Regions from separate parts of the Mus musculus genome. Here region 1 is linked to region 2. Evidence: chromatin contacts called from public HiChIP or PLAC-seq data. All regions are on one chromosome and are shown on one strand. Each heading gives the region's core, a stretch centred on a gene start, on an enhancer-like site or on the middle of the called end of the contact. The rest is flanking DNA. Distances are from core to core; before and after follow the strand shown.

What was found. HiChIP or PLAC-seq counts read pairs in DNA pulled down with a chosen protein or histone mark.
Region 1: a contact with region 2 is called in a FOXA1 HiChIP or PLAC-seq map of pancreatic cancer cells. The contact joins two enhancer-like sites. A contact is called at or near these places in 1 of 39 promoter capture datasets (liver) and 1 of 115 datasets of contacts at active chromatin or transcription factors (pancreatic cancer cells).

Annotation. Positions count from the first base shown.
Region 1 is chr12:112,602,243-112,609,040 of GRCm38.p6, reverse strand. Inf2 (inverted formin, FH2 and WH2 domain containing) reads right to left here. Exons shown (of 23, transcript NM_198411.2): 6 at 5,819-5,960; 7 at 5,188-5,329; 8 at 4,179-5,027; 9 at 3,523-3,668; 10 at 3,186-3,247; 11 at 2,695-2,797; 12 at 1,983-2,068; 13 at 1,446-1,546; 14 at 642-712; 15 at 457-564; 16 at 123-193. Among named protein-coding and RNA genes, the nearest start is that of Gm30048, 8.7 kb to the right of the region's middle. Within about 2 kb of position 3,565, at least 63 of the 459 cell types and tissues checked have an H3K27ac peak or open chromatin away from gene starts, as enhancers often do. A contact at or near this core is called in pancreatic cancer cells, where this site is marked.
Region 2 is chr12:111,450,839-111,457,938 of GRCm38.p6, reverse strand. It overlaps Tnfaip2 (tumor necrosis factor, alpha-induced protein 2), which reads right to left. Exons shown (of 12, transcript NM_009396.2): 10 at 6,741-6,896; 11 at 6,467-6,588; 12 at 2,921-4,518. The coding sequence ends at 4,377. Among named protein-coding and RNA genes, the nearest start is that of Tnfaip2, 12 kb to the right of the region's middle. Within about 2 kb of position 2,483, at least 70 of the 459 cell types and tissues checked have an H3K27ac peak or open chromatin away from gene starts, as enhancers often do. A contact at or near this core is called in pancreatic cancer cells, where this site is marked.

The DNA.
Region 1 (6,798 bases), core at 2,316-4,815, 1.2 Mb before region 2:
GTCAGCATCTCTGGAGTGGTCCTGAGGCACAGGGCTATGCTTTAGCTGTTATCAGGCCCTGCTGTTCAGGAGGCTAGAATCAGTCTGAGCTGCTAAGGCACTGGGTTGGCAGGAACACCCACCCTGCAGCTTGAGAGGGTGGCTCCAGGTCCCGGGATAGCTGTAGGAGGTCCGGGTGGCTCTTCTCCACTTCCTGAAACACAGTGTACCAGTAAGATCCCTGTTGGTCCTGAGCCTGTCGTGAGTAGAACTCCCACCAGCCCTCTGACCCTCCTGGGGCCTCTACATCACGCTTGAGCCTGTCCCAACATGTATGGGGGTGGTGGTAGCTAAGGCCTGCTGAGGACAGGTAGTGTTGTGGCTCAGTCTCAAGAATAATAGGCCTGAGGACAGAGCAGAGATAGCCACAGGGAGCACCCCACCCCACCCCACCCAACTCGGTTCCCCAGAGGTCACCTCCAGCACGTGGTGCAGCAGCGTCACGCGACTCTGCTGGGACTTGGTCTCTGTGAGCTTCAGCAAGGTGCTAATCTTGAAACCATCTGCATCTCCCGTGTGGCTGCCCTGTGAGGGACAGGGAGTGAGGCACCCTGACTCTCAGGGTACGGTGGGAGGCAGGCCACAGGACAGCTCTGACTTACGTAGTTGAGGAAATTCCCGATTTTGAGGATCAGCTGACAGAAGACTGGCAACCGCTGGCTGGTGAGCAGGCCTAAGATGGATGAGCAGGGTTGAAGGAGGGCCCAAGGCCTCTGGGTATTGCCCAGGCCCATCCCAGCACCAGAAAGGAAACAAGGCCAGGGCTATGTGGGATTATGGTCCTTCACCATCCATAGGTGTAGGGACACCGGGGATACGTTCTGCAGTGTTCACGTCTGCTGGACCCTCAGCTTCAGCAGGTGTATGGCCATGACCAGGAACTTTGGGTGAGGACTCTGGGATGCTACAGGAACTCCTTCCAGTCTGTGGCACCCCCCCACCCCAAGTGCTCAGGACCCTGTCCCATGGGTGGCAGAGAGGACCTGCCCAGTGCAGTGGTTGAGATGGGAGTGGGGAGTCCCGTGCTGTGTTTGTGAGAGAAGTGAGCCCATCTGTGTCCCTGCACTGTGGCCAAGCAGGTTTCTCCCATTCTTTGTTCACAGAAGGCGGATATATGATTGTCAGTGTATGTATACCCTTGTGGCTCTGTGTGTCTGAGTGGCTGTATATGAATATATATGCACGCATGCTGTTCCTGTGGGTATGGAGTGTGTGCCCTCATTCAAGTGTGCAATGAGTTGAGTGTATAGGACCGAGTGTGTGTGTGTGTTAGCAGCAGAGGTGACTATGGGTTTCGGTGGCAAAGCTGGCACCTCACGTGGCCATTGTGACATGGCTCCAGCAGGGGCTGACACACGTGGAAGGCCCATCCCTCCCAGCCCCGTAGGCTTCTGGGCCCCACTCACTCTCGCAGGCAGTGAGCACCAGCTGGGCCTTGGGCCGCACCATGTCCAGGACGATGGCCGTTCCCTCACACAGCATCATGCACTCCACCCGCAGCGGGTAGCTGGTGCACAGGAGGGGGTTAGGGCCTGGAGGTTCCACCATGCTTGCCACTGGGAACATGCTCTGCCCTTGGTGGGTGGGCTGAGGGAGAGTCCCCATAGCCTGGGCTGAGAACATATACATTCCTAGGCCTGTGCCCAGGACAGAAGTCAGGCCCGGGCAACTTGGTAGCAGCCCAGGATGCCTGGAGCTTCTGAGGAAGTCTCTGGCCTCAGGGCATAAGAGGTCTCACCTCTGCTCTGAGAGGGGCTGAGAAGCAGGAGCAACGCTTAGGCGTCAGGCCAGATGACTCATTCCCAGTGCCCTAGGGACTCTGTTTCAGAGACAGCTGCCTTCCTGCCCTGCCTTCCTCCCTCACCCAAGCTCGGCTCCTGCCCTGCTCTCTCCACCTTTCCTTCCTCACGGGTTAAGCAGGATCCCAGGGCCACCATGCTCACCAGGGAATGTCCAGGAGCAGAACATAGAACTGGTCAGCATTGGACAACTTGGCTCGCTCCTCAGTGAACGCCCGTAGGTTCTCAATCTGCAGGAGGGCCACATGTAGGAACCAATCGTCTGCCCAACCGGCACCTGCCTGCCTCAGCTCCTCATGAAGAGCCATGGGGCTCCAGCCTTGGGTCTCCACCAGGGTGAGGTGGGTCAGGTCTGGGGCTCCAGCCTTGGGTCTCCACCAGGGTGAGGTGGGTCAGGTCTGGGGCTCCAGCCTTGGGTTTCCCCTGGGGTGAGGTGGGTCAGGTCTGGGGCTCCAGCCTTGGGTCTCCCCCGGGGTGAGGTGGGTCAGGTCTGGGGCTCCAGCCTTGGGCCTCCCCTGGGGTGAGGTGGGTCAGGTCTGGGGCTCCAGCCTTGGGTTTCCCCTGGGGTGAGGTGGGTCAGGTCTGGGGCTCCAGCCTTGGGTCTCCCCGGGGTGAGGTGGGTCAGGTCTGGGGCTCCAGCCTTGGGCCTCCCCTGGGGTGAGGTGGGTCAGGTCTGGGGCTCCAGCCTTGGGCCTCCCCCGGGGTGAGGTGGGTCAGGTCTGGGGCTCCAGCCTTGGGCCTCCCCCGGGGTGAGGTGGGTCAGGTCTGGGGCTCCAGCCTTGGGCCTCCCCTGGGGTGAGGTGGGTCAGGCCTTTGCTATCCCTGCTTCCTGGGGTTGATCAGGGCCCCGGCTCACCTCATGCTTCTCTGGAAGAAGCTTTAGAAGCTGTTTGAGGACCTCCACATCAAACTTGCTGGTGTCTCCAGCCTGGATCATGCTGGTGACTTCTTCATTGGAACTGGAGGGGGGGGGCAGGGGTGAAGAAGCAGGAAATTTCCCTGTCTCCTGCCATGCTTAGAGATGGGGGTGGCTGGTGGGCACCCGAGGCGCTACTGGAGGGACTCTTAGGTAAGGGTTTGGAAACTGGGAGGCAGGGCTGTCTTCCCTTGACTTGGCCACAGCTTGTCTATGGTCTATCAGTGATTTTCTGGGCATCGCTTGTACTCTGGCATGTAGGAATCTTAGATAAGACTATGGTAGCTACCCACAGCCTCCTGCCCTGGGGATGGAGCATGCATGGACCTGGCCGGCCTGCAGAGGGCACTGCTGGGCAGGGCTGGGATGCCGGGCAGAGCTGGCTGCTCGGCTGGGGCTGAGTTTGGCAGCAACACTACTCCCTCACTCACCATTTAAATTGCTTCAGGAAGATGTTGAGGTTCAGGCTCTTCTTGGAGTCCAGAAAAGTGACCTAGAAACCCCCATTTAGCTGGTATCTGGAGGGTGGGCAGAGGATGTCTCACACACACACACACAGACACACACATACATACACACAGACACACACAGAGACACACACACACAGACACACACATACATACATACACACAGACAGACACACACATATACACACAGACACACACAGACACACATACACACACACAGAGACATACACAGACACACACACATACTCTCACACACACACACAGGGAGGAGAGAGAGGTCAGGCCCTGTCATTAGTCTTACTTCTTTGGGCTCCTTCCTGGCGGGGGCAGCAGAGGGCTCCTTGGGCTTAGCCGTGGGGAAGGAGAACAGCTGCTCAATGCTGGAGAAGTCGGGCTCCACTGCGGCTGTGCAGGGGCTGCCCAGTGTGGCCCACATGGAGTTGCGCTCTGCGGGGCAGGCAAGGCTCTGCTGAAACCCATGCTTACTGCGGGCCTGGGGCTCCAGCTGGGCCAAGCGAGGCCTCTGAGGACTGAACAGGACGTGCATGGAGCCCAGCCGGGGTTGAATGCATCATCCACCCTCCACGCTATGTACACATGTGTGGGCACACACGTCCATGCTGGCAGGTGACCAGGTCTCTCCCTGCCTTGCCTTCTGTCGGTTTCAGCACCTAACACCTAGGCCACTGTGCAGAGAACCTTAGAGAGGGCAGGGCAGGGCCTATAGCAGCAGACACCTATGACCCACAGGGCTGTGTACTGGATGAGACTATATCCTCTGAGGTGGCCTTTAGTCCCATGTAAGACAGGTAGGAACGAAGCCTTGACAGGGCCTGGCTGCCTTGGCTAAGCAAAGGTAGGCGCAGGAACGGTGGACACTCGTAGGGAGAATGACCAGTATGTACCAGTATGTACCTACCCTCTTCAGAGGCTGGGCTGGAACAGGGAGGGGCTCACCTCGTGCCACATTGGATGGCAGCTTCTGCCAGTTCAGCTTCTTCATTCTCAGTGTGGGTGGATTCACTCTGCGGTGACTGGGGACCCAGGCTGAGCCCAGGCTGTGGTCGACCTGGGCCACAATGATCTCCTCCACACCACCCATCATGGAGGGGACAGAGAAACCAGGCAGGGGAGGAGGTGGAGGTATCTGGCCTGCTCTGGGTAGTGGGGGAGGGGGAGGAACTGGGCACATGCCAGGGAGTGGGGGTGGGGGCGGGGGCTGGGTCTTGTGGGAATCAGGCAGAGATGGAAGTGGCGGAGGGGGTGGGGGAGACACAGCCCCTGTACCTGGTAGGGGAGGTGGGGGTGGGGGTGGAGGGGGAGATATGGTCCCTGAGCCTGGCAGAGGGGGTGGCAAGGGGGGAGGGGGAGGAGGAGGGGGAGGGGGAGATGTGGTCCCTGAGCCTGGCAAAGGGGGAGGCAAAGGGGGAGGGGGAGGGGGAAGGGGAGATGTGGCCCCTGGGCCTGGCAGGGGGGGTGGGGTTGGAGGGAGCACAGGGGTGGAGCTGGAGAGTGGTGGGGTAGGTAGAGGTAAGGCTGTTATGCACTGCTCAAGGGCTACTGGCTGTGGCGCTATGTCAACACTGGAGCTCTGGATGCTGCCCACGTGTTGGCAGGGAGAAGCCACTACTGGCTGCTGGCCTTCCACTTTAGTTGTGGGAGTAGTAGTGTTTTGGGAGGAACTGCCCTGATTCTGGACTGAGTTGGTCTGGACACTCTTGTGGGCCTTGTCCAGGGGGCTTGGTCGGGGCCGCCCTTTGATGGACAGCAGTCGTTCAACCACCTCCTCCAGGGTGCAAGCCTGGGCTGCAGGAAGGAAGTGTGCAGAGTCAAGGGAGAGGGCCAGAGATGGAAACAAGGCAAAGGGTGGCCACCTCCCACATGGCCTCCCCACATAGCCAAAGACCTCGGGGTCTTCACGACGGGTTGTGCCCTGTGGCACGCCTCAGTCCTCCCAGCTTCTCACCATCACTGGCCAGGAGCACAGCCCGGTTCACCAGGTTTTCCAGGGCCTCCCAGAGCAGTTGGCCTGAGCGGCCAGCAGGCTCCAGGTGCATGAGACCCTGCAATACTGACAGCAGCTGGGCCGACGCTGGAGAACAGCTCACCTGAATTGACCAAAAGGGACAAATGGCTATCCTCTCATGTGCCAGGGGCATCCTGTCCTACAGCCCTGTCACTTCACTAAAGCCCTGGTGATGAATGACTCGGTGGCAGGATTACTGGTGGCACCGAGACATGCTATGAGACATTAAATGGCACCCCTGGTCTCTACCTATTACTGTCACCCTGAGATGACAGCTGCTGCATTCAATAACTGAGACTGAGGGGCCAGGAAGATTCAGTCTACTGAACCCTCCTTACCAGGCCACAGAGCTCTCTGAAGTCCCCAATAATGACCACCTAGCTGTGATGCAGGAAGGCATGGCCAACTCGGATAGCTTTGATCTTTGGAAGCTTTGTCCCGGGACCTGCATCAGAACCGCTTCCCCAGGACAACCCAGCCTCTGCCTTGTGGTACCAGCTCTGTGCCGCTGCCCCGGCCATCATTGGGTTGACCCAAGCAGAGGCCCTGGCCCTAGATAGCCAAGCCCCACCTTGTGGAACAGGGACGCAAAGACTTCCTGGTGGCTGTTCATGTTGATCCCATCGCTAATTCGCTGAAGTTCCTCCTCGTCCTCCGCTTTGGCCTCTTCGAAGGCTTCCAGCTGGATCAGCAGATCCGCATCCTCCAAGTCTCTAAGGGAGAAGGATAATTGGCTGAGCGGCTGTCCCACTGGAATCCCTACCCACAGATCCAGCCTGGGCACAGCCCACGTGAGCACACTGGACCTAGAAGGCCCAGGTCGACTGACTCTGTGGCCAGCCTGAGGCTCTGCAGCCTGAATGGCAGTTGGAGTGGTAATTCATGGGTCTGAGCCTCCCACCCTGCCAGGCTGCCCAGAGGATACCTGGGCATCTACAGGGATGGGGTAGGGTAGATTCTCATGATGGATGCAGAATGGGGTTGGGCCACCATGAAACATGAGAGGGGAGGGGATTAGCCTGAGTCAGATGTCAGGAGTATAAACTGGGAGCAGGTGCTGACACCACCACCTCTGCCTGTCCAATAACTGCCCCCCTCACTGTCCCCCTGGAGACAGGTCCCAGAGCTTTGCAACGGGGCTACTTCCACAATAGTGGAGTCAGTAAGGCTGCCCACGCTGATTTCCTGGAAGTAAAGAGCCCCCAGTGGGCTCTGACTTGACTATAGTCAGGACTGGGCTCCCAACTTTGGAGATGCCAGGGCCAGCAGACAGACGCCAGGCTGTGCTATACCAGAGCTCCAGAGCAAGGGGTGCAACCATCAGAAGTATGTACCACACTACAGCGACGACATGCTGCACATCCGAATCCCGAGTGAACAGGAAGCCCTGGGCTAACCTGCCCATATGGCTCCGACGGGCAATGCCCAGGAAGGCGTCTAGCCTGAGTCCTAGGTTCACTTCTGGAAGCAATCTCTCAGCACATCTGGAGATACTGCCTGGAGATCTGGGCCAGGTGGTGGGAACCCCAAGAAAGGACCGGGGAGAGAGCA
Region 2 (7,100 bases), core at 1,234-3,733:
ATCAGCATTCATGTGATACTGACCAGTTCCTTGAGCTCTCAGCTCCTAATGATGTCAGCCACACTTTCAGGGAACACCCCAGCTCTGTCCTGATCAGCAACTGTAGCAGCCCCATGGTGGTCTCCATCGCCAGGGTTCTCCTCTGTGACATACATGACATACAGATCCTGTGTCTGCCATTACTCACTCCTGTGGCCGACTCCTTCATCCTTCAATGCTTCCCTGACCCCTTTATGTCCCATTCTCCCTGCCTTCTGGGACCCCATGGTTCCTCCATGAGAACTTCTGCCTAGCTCAACTTAGCTCACTCTCTGGTAGGATCTCTTGAAATAGTTGAACCCAACTCCATCACTCTTGGTCTGCACTTGAGCCACTGAACATGGCTGGGAAAACCTCAGGCTATGGTGTACCTGCCCCCACCAAATACTAACAGTGGCTGGACCATCCTACACTGAATGTCATTGCTCCTTTCCATTCCTGGGTCCCCAAGAACTTTCATTCCTTCAATTAAGCATTTAAGTTTAAAATACCAACATCTACACAGGGCTCCACCATGAAATCACTCCAGCAACACACACGTTTAATGTATATTTATCTTCCAATTTCATTTGTTTGAAGATGACAAGCGTTGTGTACCGTGCTCTCCCTTTGTTATACGATCTGAGTTTTCTAGTCAGCACAGAGGGACCTCCTCCTCTTCATAGCTACACAGACCTTCCTTGTGCTGAGATTATCCCAGTTGCCCTCTGATGGGCACTTTGGGAGTTTCCAGCATTTTGCTTCAACAATGGAAGTGGCTGACTGGTCATTTTGCCCAATTGCTGGCCTATGGCTCAGATAAAGTCCTAGAAAGGACCTTGCCATTAAGAGGTCTGGCTACCAGTCTCGAACCCCACCCCACAGGGCTGTGCAGCATGATGTCCTCAGAACAGCGAGAGTGGAGCCCTGGTTCCCAACAAACTAACCGAGGGCACTCTCACTACTCTAGTCTTGTAAGGAGCCACAATCCCTTTCTGCGGACTTCTCCGACTGAGTTTGGCTTAGTCCCTCTACGGGTTCCCCAGGCTCCCAGCCCCCCAGCCCCCCAAGGCCTTCCTCACCTCTGGAGTAGCTCTCCAGACCACAGGCTGATAAATTGACTTTAACACAAGCCATCTCTGTCCAGAGACAGAATCTTCCTAAATTGACTTTAACACAAGCCATCTCTGTCCAGAGACAGAATCTTCCCTAGCACTCCTCTTCCCCTTGGAAGCATCAGTGTTCCTTATGACGTCTTCAGGGGCTCTTCTCTGCCTCCCATTTCAAGGCAAGAGCCTGAGGGGTTCCTCCAGGTCACAAGTCACTAAATCCTCTCTTCAAACTCTCTAAACCCTCCCTTTACAGCTGGAATGAACCTGGTCTGTCTAATGCACTGCTTTCGAGCCTGTCTTCCTCATGGGGTCCCCTCCCAGGCCTTGCTTTCACCCCATAATTCCACCGCCTTTCACCCTACAGCCTGGCTGTTCCCAGTTTCCATCTGCCCACCTTTGTCCAGGTGACTCCCAGTCCAGGTCTGCACTAGGGGCTCCTCAAGTCTGGGGTTCCAGCCAACCTTCTTCTCTTCAGGCCAGACCCCTCTGGCTAGAGTTGTGCGATTGATCTCTCAACTGGCACCCTGCTGTGCTAGCTCTCCTTAACTATTCTTTTACTTGGTGTTTGTGTGGGCCTTGGAAAACAGTGGGCATTGAGGAGATTAGCCCTTCCGTGTGGGCCCTGGTGGACGGATGTACAGCAGTGAGATCATACAGGGTGACCTCTCCCCCAGCTCAGCATTCGGGAGCCGGCAGGCTTGATGTACAGAACCTCTGCCCCCAGGCCTGATGACTCATTTCCCTTTTCTGGGGGCAAATTCTGTTTCTCATGGGATTTTCCTGGAGAAATGACTGGTGAAGAAGGCGAGGCACCTAGGCTAGTGACCGGAGCTGAGCCTCATGGTCCTCACGGTCCCAGAGAACCAGGAGCCACTGGAGACACCCCAGCACTGCCGTCCTCTATGTGTGCACCCTGGCACTTGGGGGCTCAGTGTGGTGTGTGGCCATCTGACCCAGAAGCTTAGTTTCCTCTTGCTCTTCAGCCAAGATCCCTCCTCTCACGCTAATGGGAGGTCCCAGGTATGGTAAGAATGTCTGACTCCAGTTCCCTGCACTCTGTGAGGGAGCCTGAGACCGGCACAAGTCTGCAGCTGGTCTCAGCGGCGTGGCACCGAGGGATCCTGCCCCAGCTGTCCTTTTGCTCTCTAGCCAGCCCGTCTTCCCTCTTCATGATAGGATTCACCCCATCCCCATCCCATGGAGTTCTCCAGCAGGACACACAGACACAGAGACAGGCACACACGCACACACACACAGACACACACACAAATAAGCACCACATGTCCCTCACTGGGACACTGGGAGGGGTGCGCTAATTCCTCACCACACCCCTGAATTCTTGAACTCTGTGGAATGGGTTTGTCATGTTCCTTTATTCCCTAGAGACTCTGCTCTGCCTCAAATCCTAGGTCCAGACCAGGATGCAGAGGAAGAGGCCGTCATGCCCTTCCCACTGCACGTAAACCAGGAACTTCTTGTTCACCGAGTCCAAACACGGAGTTAACATGATGACCTCCCATATCTCACCTTCCCACCAGCTCTGCCCCACAGCCTCAGGATGACCAGTTGCCAACTTCTAGGCAAAGAGACATGCAGGGGCGAAGGAAGCCGTCTATATCTGGAAGGGGGCAAACGTACTATAGGCTGGACCCTAGGAGCTGAGAAGCCAGAACTGTGAAGTGAACCAGAACTAGAGAGAGGGTTTGCAGACACAGGAGGTAGAAGAAGCTGCTAGAAACAGCTCGGCCCCTCCCCCAACTTTGCAATTCCCCAAATAAACCACTCCACAGTCACTTTTGAAATCTGTTTTATATCAAGCTATATAAAAAAGAAATCTCTGGATTCTGTCCTGAGTACACACATACAAAACCAACACTATAAAAATAATATTAACAATATTAATGTCATCAACAAGCGGTCGTCTACAAGAATACAAAGGCTGTGTGTGCTGCTCACCCTGGCCAGCTCCAGCAAGTACCTGGGGGAGGGGACAGAGGAGAAGCTTCAAATCCCAGCCTCGAATCATGACAAGTCAAGGCTGGGCCAGTGCCGAGAAGAGCTCTCATGGCTAGAGAGGAGCAGGATCTGTGGAGTAGCAGGTGCCTTGATGGCAAACTGCCTTGCTGTTTTCCAGTGTAGCCCCCGTGGGACCCACTGGTCCCCAGAGCCAATGACTATTGGGTGACAGGAGTTAGTTAATGGGGTGGCTGCTGAGTCTCTGGGCAGATTCACTGCAGTCACGGGGATCCTAAGTCACAGTGGGATCCGAACCAGTGGAGACTGTGGTGGTGTGAGGAGCATATGTAGCTGTCCCTGGCTCTGAAGGTACAAGGTCCTCAGACAAAAGATGGGGGTAACCTCTAAAGACTGGGGAAGACCAGGAAACAATTCTCCCTGGGGCTTCCAGAGGCAGTGGGCCCTGACCACATTTAGACTTCAGTCTGATAATAGACTTGTGATTTGCAGAACTGAAGGAAAAGTGGTAGTTCAAGCCCACTTGCCGTGGAAGTTTGGCACAGCACCAACAGGAAGCCAGTAAAGCACTTGCCAGACCCCTGCACTCCCACCAGACTCCAGACGGTGGCCTCTGGCTTATTCCTAAATGCAAGAAGATTTGATCTGAGAGAACCCGGGAGGTCCCTGCTCTGCGAAGGCTTCCAGGGTCACTTCCCAAACACATCCATACACACACAGAGGGGCAGGGCAGCCCATGGGGAGTGAATAAGAGGGTCCTGCTAGCTGAGTGGTACCAGGGGACACTTTGCAGGGTCTAGCTCTGTCATGGGCACTTCACAGGCCTGCTTCCAGGCCCCGGGTCAGATACTAGTTCTTCTTTCTTCCCTTGTTTTTAGTTCTATCTCATGACATCCCTGGGCTGAAGGAAATGGTATAAATGAGGCTTCACCCCTGATCCTAGGGAGCTGGACAGGGCAACTCAGACCGTTAAAAGGCAGACTACAGTGTAGGTAGACAAAGGTCACTCTACCCAAGATGAATAATCATTTACAAGAAATCTCTTGCATGCTCAGATGTCAGCTCCCTTCAGTGAGGTCTGGACCCCACTGGATCCATCATCTGTGCGATCTTGGCTGTCAGATCTTGTTCCAGAGCCAGGGCTGGGCAGAAGCAACAGCAGAATGTGGGAGCCTGATGATGGGTCATGGAGCTGGAGCCACTGAGCATCCCCAACTGGTGTGGTGCCTGGTGTTCCCTGGGCCTCATTAGCATATCAGACCTTCAGAAAAGCTAAGTAACCTTTATAAGGGAGAACAGGGGCCTGGGAGGCTCCTGCACTCCCGTGTTGATGTCCAGTATGTTCCGGATGCTCCTGACTTCACTGCTTGGTAGATTGCCCTTGATGGCCAGGATGGCGTTCAGGTGGCCTTTGCTGGCAAGGAGAGAGTACACCCTGTCAGCCCCACGGTCACAAACACTCCTGCTCACAAACACTCCTCCTCCTCGATGGCTGTCCTGACTCCAGACACGGCCACAGAACCTGCAGCCAGCTGCTCTGCCCAGTAGGTAGCCTTGCCTTCTCTGGGTCTTCTTAAGTTCAGCTAAATGTCATGTCTCTAAGTGGCTTTGCACTCTCTGGTCAGCAGCCCCTGTAATTCACTAGAACTTGGAATTTTCTCTTTCTGTCCAATCGTCTCATCATGCTTAGCCCTCAGCAGGCTGTCAGCTACAGGAAGAGGACTGGGACCTTGCTTGCCCAGTACCTCACTGCATCCTGCAGCATAGAGCAGCAGCGGGTCCAGTACTCAGAATACTAATCAAGGGCTGTCGGTGGGATCAAAGGAGAGGGATAAGTGAACAGGTGGGTAGATGAGAGAGTGCAAGGATGGATGGGTAACTGTATGGAAGGGTGCAAGGATGGACAGATGGACGGATAGATGGACAGATGGATGAATGGATGGGTAACTGCATGAAAGGATGGATGGATGGATGGATGGATGGACAGATGGATGAACAAATGGATGGACAGATGGACAGATGGATGAATGGATGGGTAACTGCATGGAAGGATGGATGGATGAATGGATGGATGGATAGATAGATAGATAGATAGATAGATAGATAGATAGATAGATGGACAGATGGATGAACAGATGGATGGACAGATGGACAGATGGATGAATGAATGGGTAACTGCATGGAAGGATGGATGGACAGATGGATGGATGGATGGATGGATGGATGGATGGATGGATGAACAAATGTATGGGTAACTGCATGAAAGGATGGATGGATGGATGGATGATAGGGTGGATGGATGGATGGACAGATGGATGAACAAATGGATGAGTAACTGCATGAAAGGATGGATGATGGACAAATAGGTTGATGTGCAGATGGACAGATGGATGAGTAATTTCATGGAAGGGCAGATGGATGGATGATGGATGGATGGATGGACAGATGGATGGATGGATGGACAGATGAATGGATGGGTGGGTAGGTAGACAGATGAATGGATAGATGGATGTGCAGATGGACAAATGGATGGATGGATGGACAGATGGATGGATGAATAGGTTGGGAGTAAGTGAGCAGAAGATGGATAGGTAACTGGAAGGATGGACAGAACAACAGAAGAGCAGATAGATGGGTAAGCAGAGGACAGATAGACATCTATACAGGGAAGTGGGTAGACAGGTAGACAGATATGTGGATGATAGGAGAGTGGGTAAGCACATAGACTAGTGGATGGACCAGTAGATAGGTGGATGGGGGCTTGTTCATGTGTGTAGGTCAATATATGCAGACAGATGAGTGAACAGGTGGAGTGGGTCAGTCACAGGTGGGCTAGGCTAAGCTAGGTCAACCCGCGTCAAGGCTAATTCAAACTGTCATATCAGAGGACCTGGCCTAGGAAGGAATACCATCCATGGTTTGCCAGGTCCTCAGACAGGACCTTAACAGGAACATGAGGGTGTAAGACCCAGTCGCCTCCAGGCTGAGTGATAAATCCTGGACTCACTTTTCTCGTTGTACAGTGCTATCACACAAGGCTCAGCACGTGAGTGGGGGAACATGCTACCTGCCCTTGTCACGACAAGTTATACTAACTTGGTCACGTTCCCTCAGCTCCCTAAGCCTCAGCTGCAAACGATGAGCAGTGCCAGCCTTCATGGGCTCTGAGAGTGCTGAATGCTTGAGCTCCTAGCACAGTGTCTGGCATGAAGTCAGCACCTGGTGTAGGTCAGATATCATAACCCCACCTCAACTGCGGAGCCTTAACAGTTGAGGGGGTCATGAGGAGACTCTAGTCCCAGCATGCTCAGGGTCATGGTGGGGACCTGGCAAACCATTTCCTCGGAGCTTCTAGTGCTTACCTGAAGTCAGGGTACCAAGTGGCGTATGTGGCCACCTCGATCTTAATGGCACTGGAATCTTGCAGGCGAATGATCTCAGCAATCATAGGGAGGGCGCGGTGCAGCCAGGTTGCAGTGGAGCCCTGAAGGAAGAGGGCTGTTTGAAGGATGATGTCCCTTTTCCCAAGGGACACTAGGAGACACTTAGAGCAGTAGATACCCAGACTTGAAGAGTCCCTGTGGGGTTGTTCAGGGCTCTCGGGGCGGGGCGTGGGGGCGGGTGGGTGGTGCTCACATTCTCAGTGCAGAACCCCTGAATGGCATCCGCGTTGGCCAGGATGTGCCTTGCCAGCTGCTGCTGCTGCTCGGCCGTCTTGAGGACCAGGCGCCGTTTGCAGAGCCTGATGATGTATTCTTTCACTAGGTGCAGGTGCACAGTCTCCATGAGCTCCTGGGCAAGCAGATGACAGAGGGAGTGAGCCACCGGCTGACACTTACCCCTAGGAGATGGCCATCTCCTCCCCGGAACCGAAGCTTCCAAGGCAGAAACCCAGCCAGTCCATAGAGGCAAAAGTGTGAGCACGGGTGTCTGCATGTCTGCGCACATGTGTGAACACATGTGGGTGTGGGGTGTAAACACTGCTAATCAGCGTGG